2 separate regions of the Mus musculus genome follow, and region 1 is linked to region 2. A link is a contact called in public HiChIP or PLAC-seq data. All regions are on one chromosome and are shown on one strand. The core of a region is the stretch at or near the end of the contact, and the rest is flanking DNA. Distances in the headings are between cores, read along the strand shown.

Region 1 (4,806 bases), core at 1,486-3,985, 68 kb before region 2:
TGAGGATGTAGAGGTTTGTGAGAGGGAAGAGATATCATGTTTCAGATTTTGGGAAGAGGTTCCTAACGCAGCTGGAAGCTTTGAACCTGGTTGTAGAAAGTCTAGTGTGATCTCTAGGTCATACTGATACAACAGGATGCTGGGGGTGGGGGTTGTCAATCTTTCTGTGGTCCCGTGGTCAAGGAACTTATAGTCTGTTCCCCTCAGCTCTCTCTGTCTCCCCTCCACCCCTTGCATTCAGGCCTTGCTTCTGTCCCCATGGCTGCTCCCTGAATATCCTGTGGAGGCTGAGGATGCTGAAGGCGGAGCTTCCATACCCACATAGGGTACCTACCGTCCCTCTAGCCCCTACCGCAGAAAAGAAGAGAATTTGGGGCTGAGCTCAGAGGCCATTTCATAACCTGGCCGCACCCAGCGCTGCATTTCTCTCCGGGTTTTGTCATCCTGCGCCCCACACCCTGCCCTCTGGGACTGAGCACTGCACGGGGTGGATCGATGACAACTTTCAACTCCCACACTCCTCTAGGTCCTGAGCTCCTTGCATGGTGCTTCAAGGTCTTTCTGGGGTCTAGCATCGGCCTCTACTCTGCTACAAGCCTCTTAGAGCGAGGAGTCTATCTGCTGTGGTCTCGGTGTCTCATTCTGCACAAATGTGGACAATAAAACCAATCCTGGAAGACCGAGGGTGACAAGGACAAGCCTCTAGCCCCACTCTTGCTGGCAATGCTGCTCAGAGACTGATGGTGTAGGTGTGAGTCTGGTGTCACACAACCCCAGGCTGTCCCTGGATGATACTGTTTATTGCTTCCATGCTTTGCATCTACTGAATGCTGGATTAAAACCATATAGGGAAGGGGAGACCTCAGAACTAAACTTACAGTGGTCTACCAAGGATAGGATAGTATGTGGCTTGGCACAGGGACGCTATCCATTGGTGGCAGCTTCCTGGGGTCCAAACTGACTCTTGATAGCATCCTCAGAGAACACCTGACTGGTCTCTGACTAGCCTCAGGGCAAATGGGCCCTCTGATGCCTTATTCCAGACAGGCAGGGGCCCCTCTACCAGTTAAGGTGGGTCAATGCAGAGAAACGGCCTTTGGTGCTGAGGGTTGGGTAGGCTCGGATATGGTGGGGGAACCAGGGGTGGCTATTCTCCAGGGCTTTAGTGCTCCCAGCACCTTACTGCTAGAGAAAGCCTACGGTATGTTTTCAGGGGGTTCTTTGACTAGCTGCGTGTCTCCCTGTTGTAAAACAAGCTCATTTATTTTCTAATAGACATGGCTAACACTCCACCCCTCAGCAGGCCCCTTGTTCCTCTTTGGCTCTAGGTGTCCAGCCTCACCATGGTTTCTGATTTTTTGAAAAGGGTGCTCACTCACCCGAGGGCCTCCGTCCCTCTCATGAGCAAAGCCACGTGCAGAGGGGGGTGTGGGCAGGGCCAAGGGATTGAGGCAGGGGAGAAATGAAGGACAAGGAGGAGGCCTGAGAGGCACCTGCTTTCCTGGTTTGGGGTACAGAGTGCGTGCTGTGCTGAAGGGGTCCCCAGATTTCTAGATCTGCAGAGCGTGGAGACCAGGGCTTCACCCTCAACTCTCAAAGTGCCCCAGGTGCTGTTCACCATTATAACAGGAAGGCAGACTCCAAGAGTCTCTTCCAGCAGGCTTCTGCTAGGTTCTGGAACTTCCGATATTAACACATGAGCACATCTGATCTCCCGTCTCCCTTTCCAAGTCTGCTTCTTGGTTGGTGAGACAAAGCCCATATGGCACCTCAGATAGTTGGTTGAGGCAGAGATTATGGGTTTTGTGGTTGAATCAGGGTCTGGGGGATTAGCGGCGCTCCCTGCTTGGAACCTGCCCCCAGACACAGAGCTGTCAGCAGTTGCCTTGTGAGGGGCCCTATCCAGTCCTCCCATGCTCAGTGCTGCTGGGATGTCTCATCCCTTCCTCTCTAGATCCTTGCCGCTGCTCCCTGGAGTCCCCGAGGGCCCAAAGGCCTGTCTGTGCTAGGTTGCTGTGTCCTGCTACAGTCTAGCCTAGTCCTCCTATGGAGTCTAACAGAAACCGAGGCTGCTTTTCCTTGGTGGTGCTGGGTGGAAGGCCCCACACTCGATGCTCCGGGTGACTCTGTTGCTCTCCTTGGGTAGCTGTGTTCCTGGCCTTCGGCTCTCTGTTTACTCCCCCACCCCCCTGCTCAGAGTCTGTCCCACCCACCTCACCCCTCACAAGGGTTTTCAGTGTCTGCCCCTCCCAGAAGGGATGAAACTCGGGCTACTCACAGCATTGACAGCCAGGTCCCCGCGGATTTCTACAGGGGTAATCTCATGGAGGATGGCGGCCCCGGCCACGGCCCCCAGCAGCTGGGCAGCCACGTAGAAGGCAGCTCGAAGGAAGGAGACATGGCAACCCACCAGGCACGCCACAGTCACAGCAGGGTTGATGTGGGCCCCGCTGACATGGCCCAGAGCCTGAACCAGGGTGCCAATGCCCAGACCAAAGGCCACGGCAATCTGGAGCACAGAGGGTGGGGAGCTGGCCCACTGGAGGGCTGAGCCAAGGCCAAAGAAGACGAAAAGGAGCGTGGCCAGGAACTCGGCCAGCACCGCTCGGGAGAACGCTATGGACCGGAGTTCCCACATGCTGCTCGGCCTTCTGAGCGCTGGCCAGTGGTCTGGGCCACGGGGGTGGCTCTTCCTCCCTCCCTCTCTCTTTCTCTTCTCTCTTCCTCTGGGCCTCCGGAGAGGCTAGACTGTGGGCACTTATAGGGCCTTCCTATCGTAGACCTGGGCACGTGGGGTGGAGGAGGCGTTCCTGCCAACCCTGTGCTCCCCCATGGCGGACTTGCCCCCATCCCTGCTCCTGCCCACCCGAAGGCCTATCACCCCATCTTAGCTTTCACAGCTGACTAATGTTCTCCTCATTAATGGACTCCAGATAAGGATTGACGTCTCTGTTTTCCTCGTTTTTTCCTCAGTTACCCCATGGAGCTGCCTCAGGGCTGCCCCAGCCCCCACAATGACCACCAGCACCAGTTCCTGCAGAGGAGGCTGTGTCCAGTGACCTTCTCTTTGACTAAAAGGCTGGCCAAGGAAGGGGCAATGCCTTACCCCAAACTGTGAGGAAATGTGGGCGCTGCCTTTCCGCGGACTGGATGGTCTTTCTTCTGGAAGAGGATGGAAAACAACTGGCTGGCCTGGGACAAATTTCCAAGGCAAAAGGTCTTGGGCTTGCTTTCTTGCAGTTAATCACCCATAAGTCATTATGTTCCACCTTCACCCAGGAATCTCAGCCAGAGAGGAACTCCCATTGCCTGGAGCCAAAGGTGGCTTCAGTGGCCCTGGGACCCTAGCCCTGCGTGATAGAGTCACCAAGGTCAACTTAGGAACATGAGGGTTTCTGTTCTGCAGCACACACTCATGTCGTTGAGATGTGACAGTTCTGCTCTGCCTGTGTACATGAGATAATAAAACTATCTCATAGGACAGAGATTTGCATTAATATGGCTCCTGGTTCTCAGGAAGAACTCAGGTTTTGTCAGCTATTGCTCAGTGCTATTTGCATTTTGAGGCAAACAGGTCTCCCCCAAACTCAGAGTCTCCAAGGCTACAACAGGCTCTAGATACCATCTCGAGCTCAGAGCCACCCTTACCACAGGAGGAAGATGTTTCTGGAGTTGCAGCTAGCTCTCCAGGCTCAAGGAGGCCATGGTGCCTGCTAGTAACCTCTAGTCTTGGTGCCACTAAGCTTGGTCAGTGTTCTGCAAGGCCACTGCTGTCACAGCTCTGATGGCTGTTGAGGCTCAGAAGACGGACCTACCCTACGCCTCTTCTTTCTTTGGGGATCCAAAGGCAGGAGGGCCTACAGTGCATCCAGATGGCGGGCTTCTAGTCCTCCTGGCCAGCCACAATCCAAGGAACAGGAATGTGGGAGAAACCGATGATCGTAGGATAGAGATACTTACACTAAGGGGTGACTGAAGCCAAGGGAGGGCCTGTTACTCACCCAAGGTGCCCCAGAAGAGTGGTGGCTGAGCTCAGGCTAGAACCTAGAGAGGAGTGCTTTCCTGACACCCTCACTCCCCAGGCATGCTCTGAGCCCTGGTCTCCTCGCCCAGACAGCAATGGCAGTGATGTCCCTCCCATACATTTGTTTTCAGAATGTAGTAAGATGCACAAAAATCCCCCACATACACAACACGGGTCCATGCACATTTACCCCGACCCCCACATGACTAGCAACTCTTGCCATTAGGGGGAAAGACAAGAATGAGGAGGAAGAAACAATACATGACCCCAACAGAGGCCAGCTCAGAGGAGCCTCTGGGGATGTGGGCTCAGGTAGTACTCCCTGTTCAGGGTCCTCCTCCCCACTTCCATCCCCCACCCCTGCAATCCACGCTCTCCAGAAAGACTCAGAGGGAGGGTGGAAGAATCTTGCCTTGAGAAGGGTACCTGTGACTCTGTTTTCTTCTTCAACCATAGCACACCCAGAAAGGGTGGAGGGTATCAAGATTGGGCCTTGATGATACATACTATCTTGTATGTACTGTCTACCATACCCAGGGAATGTATCATGTTTTATCTTGATGATACATACTATCTTGTATGTAGTATCTTCCACCCTCCATGTGCCCAGTCCCTGCCTGGCTCAGGGGCACCTGGAAAACCCCCAGGCCATATTGAGCTGAACTGTGACAGTGGTTCCAAACCCACCGTTGACTATCGAGTTCCTGAGTGACCTTTGGTGAGCCACACACCCTTTCTGATCTATACACTGTGTATGATCATGAGAACAGCAGTCACTGGTT
Region 2 (5,224 bases), core at 2,381-4,880:
GACCAGCTGCTAGGTAGACAGGCTCAGGAAAGACCCTCTGACTCGCCCACCCATCTCTCTCACAGTGCCGTGTTCTTTGCAACTTACCTGACTCTGGCTTGCTGTTCTGGACCCAGGTAAGATCGTGACTTGGAGGGAGGTGGGGGTAGGCTGCCCCCGGGACTATTAGTAGGATCTTAAAAATCTTCTCTGGCCAGGCGTGGTGGTGCATGCCTTTAATCCCAGCACTCTGGAGGCAGAGGCAGGCAGATTTCTGAGTTCGAGGCCAGCCTGGTCTACAAAGCGAGTTCCAGGACAGCCAGGGCTATACAGAGAAACCTTGTCTCAAAAAAAAAAAAAAAAAAAAAAAATCTGCTCTGAGCCATGCCTTCCATCAGGGTGCTGTGCAGCCCTGAGAGGGCCTCATCCCTCTCTGAACTGGAGTCAAATGGGCCAGCTCGTCTGCCCTTCACTTTGCACCTGAGGCAGATGGGCGGGTGGGCACATAAGAGGGTTTTCAATGATGAGAGAGGCTCTACGGAGTATCTATCCTCTCTGAAGCCTGTGGCTTGCCTTTCAGGAGACATTTCCCTTGGAACCTGATTCTGCTGACCATCTTTGTAAGTGACCGACCAGGGTGACAGATTCTGCTCGGGGATAGGGGGCGGGACAGAGGCAGCACAGGTTTTGAGGACCAGAGAGTCTAAACAGGAGACATTCAATGTGAGGGCCCCTGTGGAGCAGGGGGTTGACCCTTCTTCTGCCATAGCATCTTATCCTCCCTCCCTCAGTGGGATGAAGCCCCCCCAACCCTGTGTTTCCAGTCTCTTGTCCTTGGGAGGTTGTGTGGGAGTCTCAGCCAGAAGCAGGGTAATGAAGAGAAGGCTCTCCCTGGGAGAACAAGGCTGCCTAGGAGATAAAGGCACAGCTAGCCTGAGGAGCCTGCAGGCTGGCTAGGGAGACATTGCTTAGCTGGCCTCGGTCGGGAATGTGTGTGTGTGTGTGTGTGTGTGTGTGTGTGTGTGTGTGTGTGTGTGTGTGTGTATGTATAATGTATATGCATGGGGGGGGAGGCCCAGGCTAGAACTTGAGTGTGCCTGGGGCCCCCGAGTCCACATGAGGTAACATGAGCCCCCTGATCTCCCTGCAGACCCTGTCCATGGCCTACCTCACTGGGATGCTGTCCAGGTAAATGGGACAGGAGTGGCCTAGGTAGGCATGCGGCCAGGGTCTGGTCACATCTAAGGGAAGCTCTCCATGAACCCCATTTTTTCAGGGAGCTCTTGGATGGGGGAGGGACCCAAATAGACAGGCTGCCTTGGCTTCGATGTCTCCTCCTTAGGCACTACAGGGCCAGTGGCTCCGAGACCCAAGCGGACTGTTGGGGTTGGGGTAAGGGATGGTGTCGAGGAAGATGATGTCATCCAGGAAGTGACTTTAAAGCCCTGGGCTCCTTGTGGTGTAGACTGCCCTCATACACCACCATAAACTCATCCCGCTCTGCCTATTGGGGAGCTTCACCCCAGTAGTGAGTGACAGAGAAGCCCTGGAAGCTGGAAGCCCTGGGAACGTGGGTCATGAGGTCAGCTTCCCGGCAGGAAAGGGCTGTCCCCTGAAAGGAGGGATGGGGAGAAGGAATCCTACTGATGAACGCCTGCCTGTCTCCAGTTACTACAACACCACATCTGTGCTGCTGTGCCTGGTCATCACGGCTCTCGTCTGCCTCTCGGTCACCATCTTCAGTTTCCAGACCAAGGTCAGCCCTGGAGCCTGTAGGCAGGGAAGGGCACGGGGGCCAGAGGGTCTATGTGGGGCCGAGGAGAGGCAGAGGCCTGAGTTGGGTCTGGGGATGCTACATTGGGGTTACATTGGGTTATGGGGGTGAGTGCAGAATTTGCGGGTCTCTGCTGAGGCCCGGTGCTGACGATCCCCTGTGTCCCCGCAGTTTGACTTCACCTCCTGTCAGGGTGTGCTGTTTGTGCTGCTCATGACCCTCTTCTTCAGTGGACTCCTCCTCGCTGTCCTCCTGCCCTTCCAATACGTGAGTCTCAGCCTACCAGTCCTTGAGGGAGGTGGAGATAACCCAAGGTGCATGCTCTCCTACCCCAGCAGGGCCACCCAGGGCCAAAGCCTCATGGCCTGCCACCCTGGCCCTCCTGGCACCTGCCCCCGGGTGTGTTAGCAGCATGGGCAAGCAAACAAGGAGGCTTTTCTTGGCAGGCCTGGGCACCTGCCCAGCTCCATGAGCCGCATCCGGCTTCACTTTCCCGGCCATCTCCTGCAGGTGGAGGATGGGGGAGGGGGACTGTAGCTGAGAAAGATACAATGTGGCTCCAGGGTCCTGCAGGCTCAGGGGCACTCCTGGGGGACCAGCTAAGTCCAAAGAGGCAGAATTTGGCTAGCCGTGCAGGAGGGGAATTGACCACGGCGGCGTAGGAGCAGATTCCCCACCCCATCTCACAAATGCCCACCCACCGGAGGGCTCTTCCAGGGACTCCGATTGGCATCCTGCCTGCCCAAAGGAGTGCCTACTGGGTAGGAGCTGAAGCCACCAATGCTGGGGAACAGATTGGAGACGTGACAGGTGGTTCAAATCCTAAGAACACAGGAAAGAACTAGTTGGATCTATTAGGGACTCAACAATATTCTCTCCGGCCACATCCGGTAGCTGGTCTCCCATGGCCTCTTGTCTGCCAGGGTTGGAGGGTATTCCTTATCCCCTCTAACACACTTCCATGCTGCCCAGCCCCAGCCTCTGGGCAGTTGGCATCAAGTCTAGGATGTCTAGATTGACTCCTTGGCTCTTCCCAGGATCCTGTTGACGAAGGGAGGGGCCAGAGCTGGCCTGGGGGCCTCTGTGTCTCTAGGATGGGAGGGGGCTACAGGAAGGAGTCCTAGAACTTCAAAGCACCCTTTATTGACCCACGTTGAGCTGATGGGATGCCTTTGTTTCCAGGAACCTTCTAGAAAGGTTTCTGGAAGGGATCCACAAAGGGTAATGCACCTTATACTTGTGACTGTTTGCGTTCACAGTGGGGGTGAGCACAGGCCGGAAAGGTGCTGCTCTGGCCTCCAGAGGCAGGGCCATCATGGCCCTCTGGCAGAGACTCCAGATGCCTCCACTTCCATACCCACCCTGGCTGACTTTTTCCACCTGAGCTCTTTTTTTTTCCCAAAATTTATTTTTATTTTATGTTTATGAGCATACCATTGTGAGCCATCATGTGATTGCTGGGAATTGAATTCAGGACCTCTGCTCACTCCAGCCCTGCTCTCTCCGGGCCAAAGATTTATTTATTATTATATTATACAAATGTTTTATTATATTATAAATATTATATTACACAAATAATATATTTATTTTATGTAAGTACACTGTAGCTGTCTTCAGACACACCAGAAGAGGGGTGTGTCTGAAGACAGCTCATTACAGATGGTTGTGAGCTGGGATTTGAACTCAGGACCTTCGGAAGAGCAGTCAGTGCTCTCAACCACTGAGCCGTCCGTCTCTCCAGCCCCTCCACCTGAGCTCTTGCTTCCAAGGCAGAGACAGAGAGCTCTCTGTGAGGAACAGACAGACCCCAGATAGAGCAGGGATGATTTGGCAACCTGAGGAGGAGCCTAGAGCCAGACCCAGGCTGAGGGAATGACTGGCAAACAGGATGAGTCGCACTTGGCCAGCCTGAGCCTGGGGCTGTGCTCCAAGGAAAGACATGTCAGGTCTGTGGGAAGCCCCTGTGGGAACCACTGGGAGCTCCCCAAGAATCACAGCCTCTCTCAGACCCGGCCTTCTTAGAGAGGAGCTACCCCTGTTCTTCCATTCTCAGGACTGAGCCCTGCCCCAACTTCTGGCACCTCCGCCAGCCAGCTGTGTGCTAAGCCAATCTTTCCTCTCCCACAGGTCCCCTGGCTCCACGCGGTCTATGCTGTACTGGGAGCGGGTGTGTTCACGTTGGTGAGTTTGGCCCAGCTCCTGGGGCCACCATCTCAGCTTTGTGATTCTCTCCTCAGACCCTTCCACCCTGTGTCTTCCTTATGGTCTCTATGGAACCTTTCGGCAGCATCCTAGGGTAGGGCTGGTGCCGTGCTCAGGCAGGGAATTCTGTCTTGTGTCCAAGATAGACTCTCTGAGCAGGGCAACATCAGGAGAACATCAGGGTAGAAGCTGGTGGCCAGAGGGGATTAGGTGACCAGGACTAAGAAGACGGGTCATTCTGGCAGAGCACAGGGATATCTGGCTGTGGGGACCAAATTAGTAAATCCTAGAGCAGTCTGGGAAGATTCCCATACCTGGCGAAAGTCTCCATCAGAAGGACCTCTTTCTTTGCTGTTCTTACCAAATTCAGTTAACAGTGATAGCTAATTCACTTCTTTACGTACGTATATACTTATTTGTCTTTTATAAACAAAGTGGCCTTGAACTTTCGATCCTCCCACCTCAGTGTCTAGAGCCTGGTATTATAGGCATGCACCACACCTGGGGCTCAGCTAATATTTATCCAGCACTCACTGTCCCTCAGCCGGCTCTCTTTTGTTCTTAATTCACACACCACACCTAGCAGATAGGTCCCACTCTTCTGCGATCACAGTGAAGAGGAAGTCCAGAGATGTCAGATAACGTATTGAGGTCATTTTAGGACATGGTAGGATCAAGCTGGGAACTTGGATATCTGGTTCCAGAGGCCGGGTGGAAAGTGCCTAGAAGCAGATACCCAGGCTACGTGGCCAAAGATGGACAGATGCCTGCCCAAGGCAGCCCCACATATCCTTGAGTCAGGTGGACCCCAAGCACCTGAATATGTGCCTCAGGAACACCCAAGAGACACGCCAGGTGTCCATGACATCATGGGAAGCCATGCAAAGAGATATCTCTTGCCAGTGAATCAATGGCTGGATCTCTCTCTCTCTCTCTCTCTCTCTCTCTCTCTCTCTCTCTCTCTCTTTCTCTCTTCGTTTGCTCAACTACACTAAGTAGCTACAGTCCCAGGTTTATCACAAATTCCAGAGACTCAAAGAATGTCCAACGTATCCCGTGAGGTAGACAGCGCTGATGTAAGAATTGCCTCATCCATTCTCCACCCACCCACCATGGCGGTACTCACCCATAAAACTAGCATCTGGGAAGAGGAGGCAGGAGGATTAGAAGTTCAGAGTCATTCTTGGCTACTTAAGAGAGTTTGAGGCCACAGGGGACCCTGTCTGAAAGTAAGCAAAGCCAAGCACCTTCTTCATCGGAAGCCCTAGG

What was found. HiChIP or PLAC-seq counts read pairs in DNA pulled down with a chosen protein or histone mark.
Region 1: an H3K27ac HiChIP or PLAC-seq map of a colorectal cancer cell line shows a contact between it and region 2, with 8 times the contacts expected there. The contact joins the promoter of Aqp2 here to the enhancer-like site in region 2. A contact is called at or near these places in 16 of 39 promoter capture datasets (the C10 cell line, the HPC-7 cell line, HPC-7-derived erythroid cells and 8 more), 1 of 15 datasets of contacts at CTCF or cohesin (the NIH/3T3 cell line), 31 of 484 Hi-C or Micro-C datasets (8-cell embryo, the BV-2 cell line, the G1E-ER4 cell line and 16 more), 18 of 115 datasets of contacts at active chromatin or transcription factors (the 230-238 cell line, SST interneurons, VIP interneurons and 12 more) and 4 of 9 other capture datasets (adipose tissue, liver, macrophages and 1 more).

Annotation. Positions count from the first base shown.
Region 1 is chr15:99,576,985-99,581,790 of GRCm38.p6, reverse strand. Aqp2 (aquaporin 2) reads right to left here and starts at 2,735. Exons shown (of 4, transcript NM_009699.3): 1 at 2,279-2,735. The coding sequence starts at 2,638. It overlaps Gm34765 (a long non-coding RNA gene), which reads left to right. Exons shown (of 5, transcript XR_875660.2): 4 at 2,974-3,217.
Region 2 is chr15:99,509,292-99,514,515 of GRCm38.p6, reverse strand. Faim2 (Fas apoptotic inhibitory molecule 2) reads left to right here. Exons shown (of 12, transcript NM_028224.4): 6 at 66-116; 7 at 560-599; 8 at 1,130-1,167; 9 at 1,648-1,735; 10 at 1,925-2,020; 11 at 3,881-3,934. Among named protein-coding and RNA genes, the nearest start is that of Faim2, 16 kb to the left of the region's middle. Within about 2 kb of position 3,630, at least 35 of the 459 cell types and tissues checked have an H3K27ac peak or open chromatin away from gene starts, as enhancers often do. A contact at or near this core is called in the NIH/3T3 cell line, adipose tissue, a colorectal cancer cell line and 3 more, where this site is marked.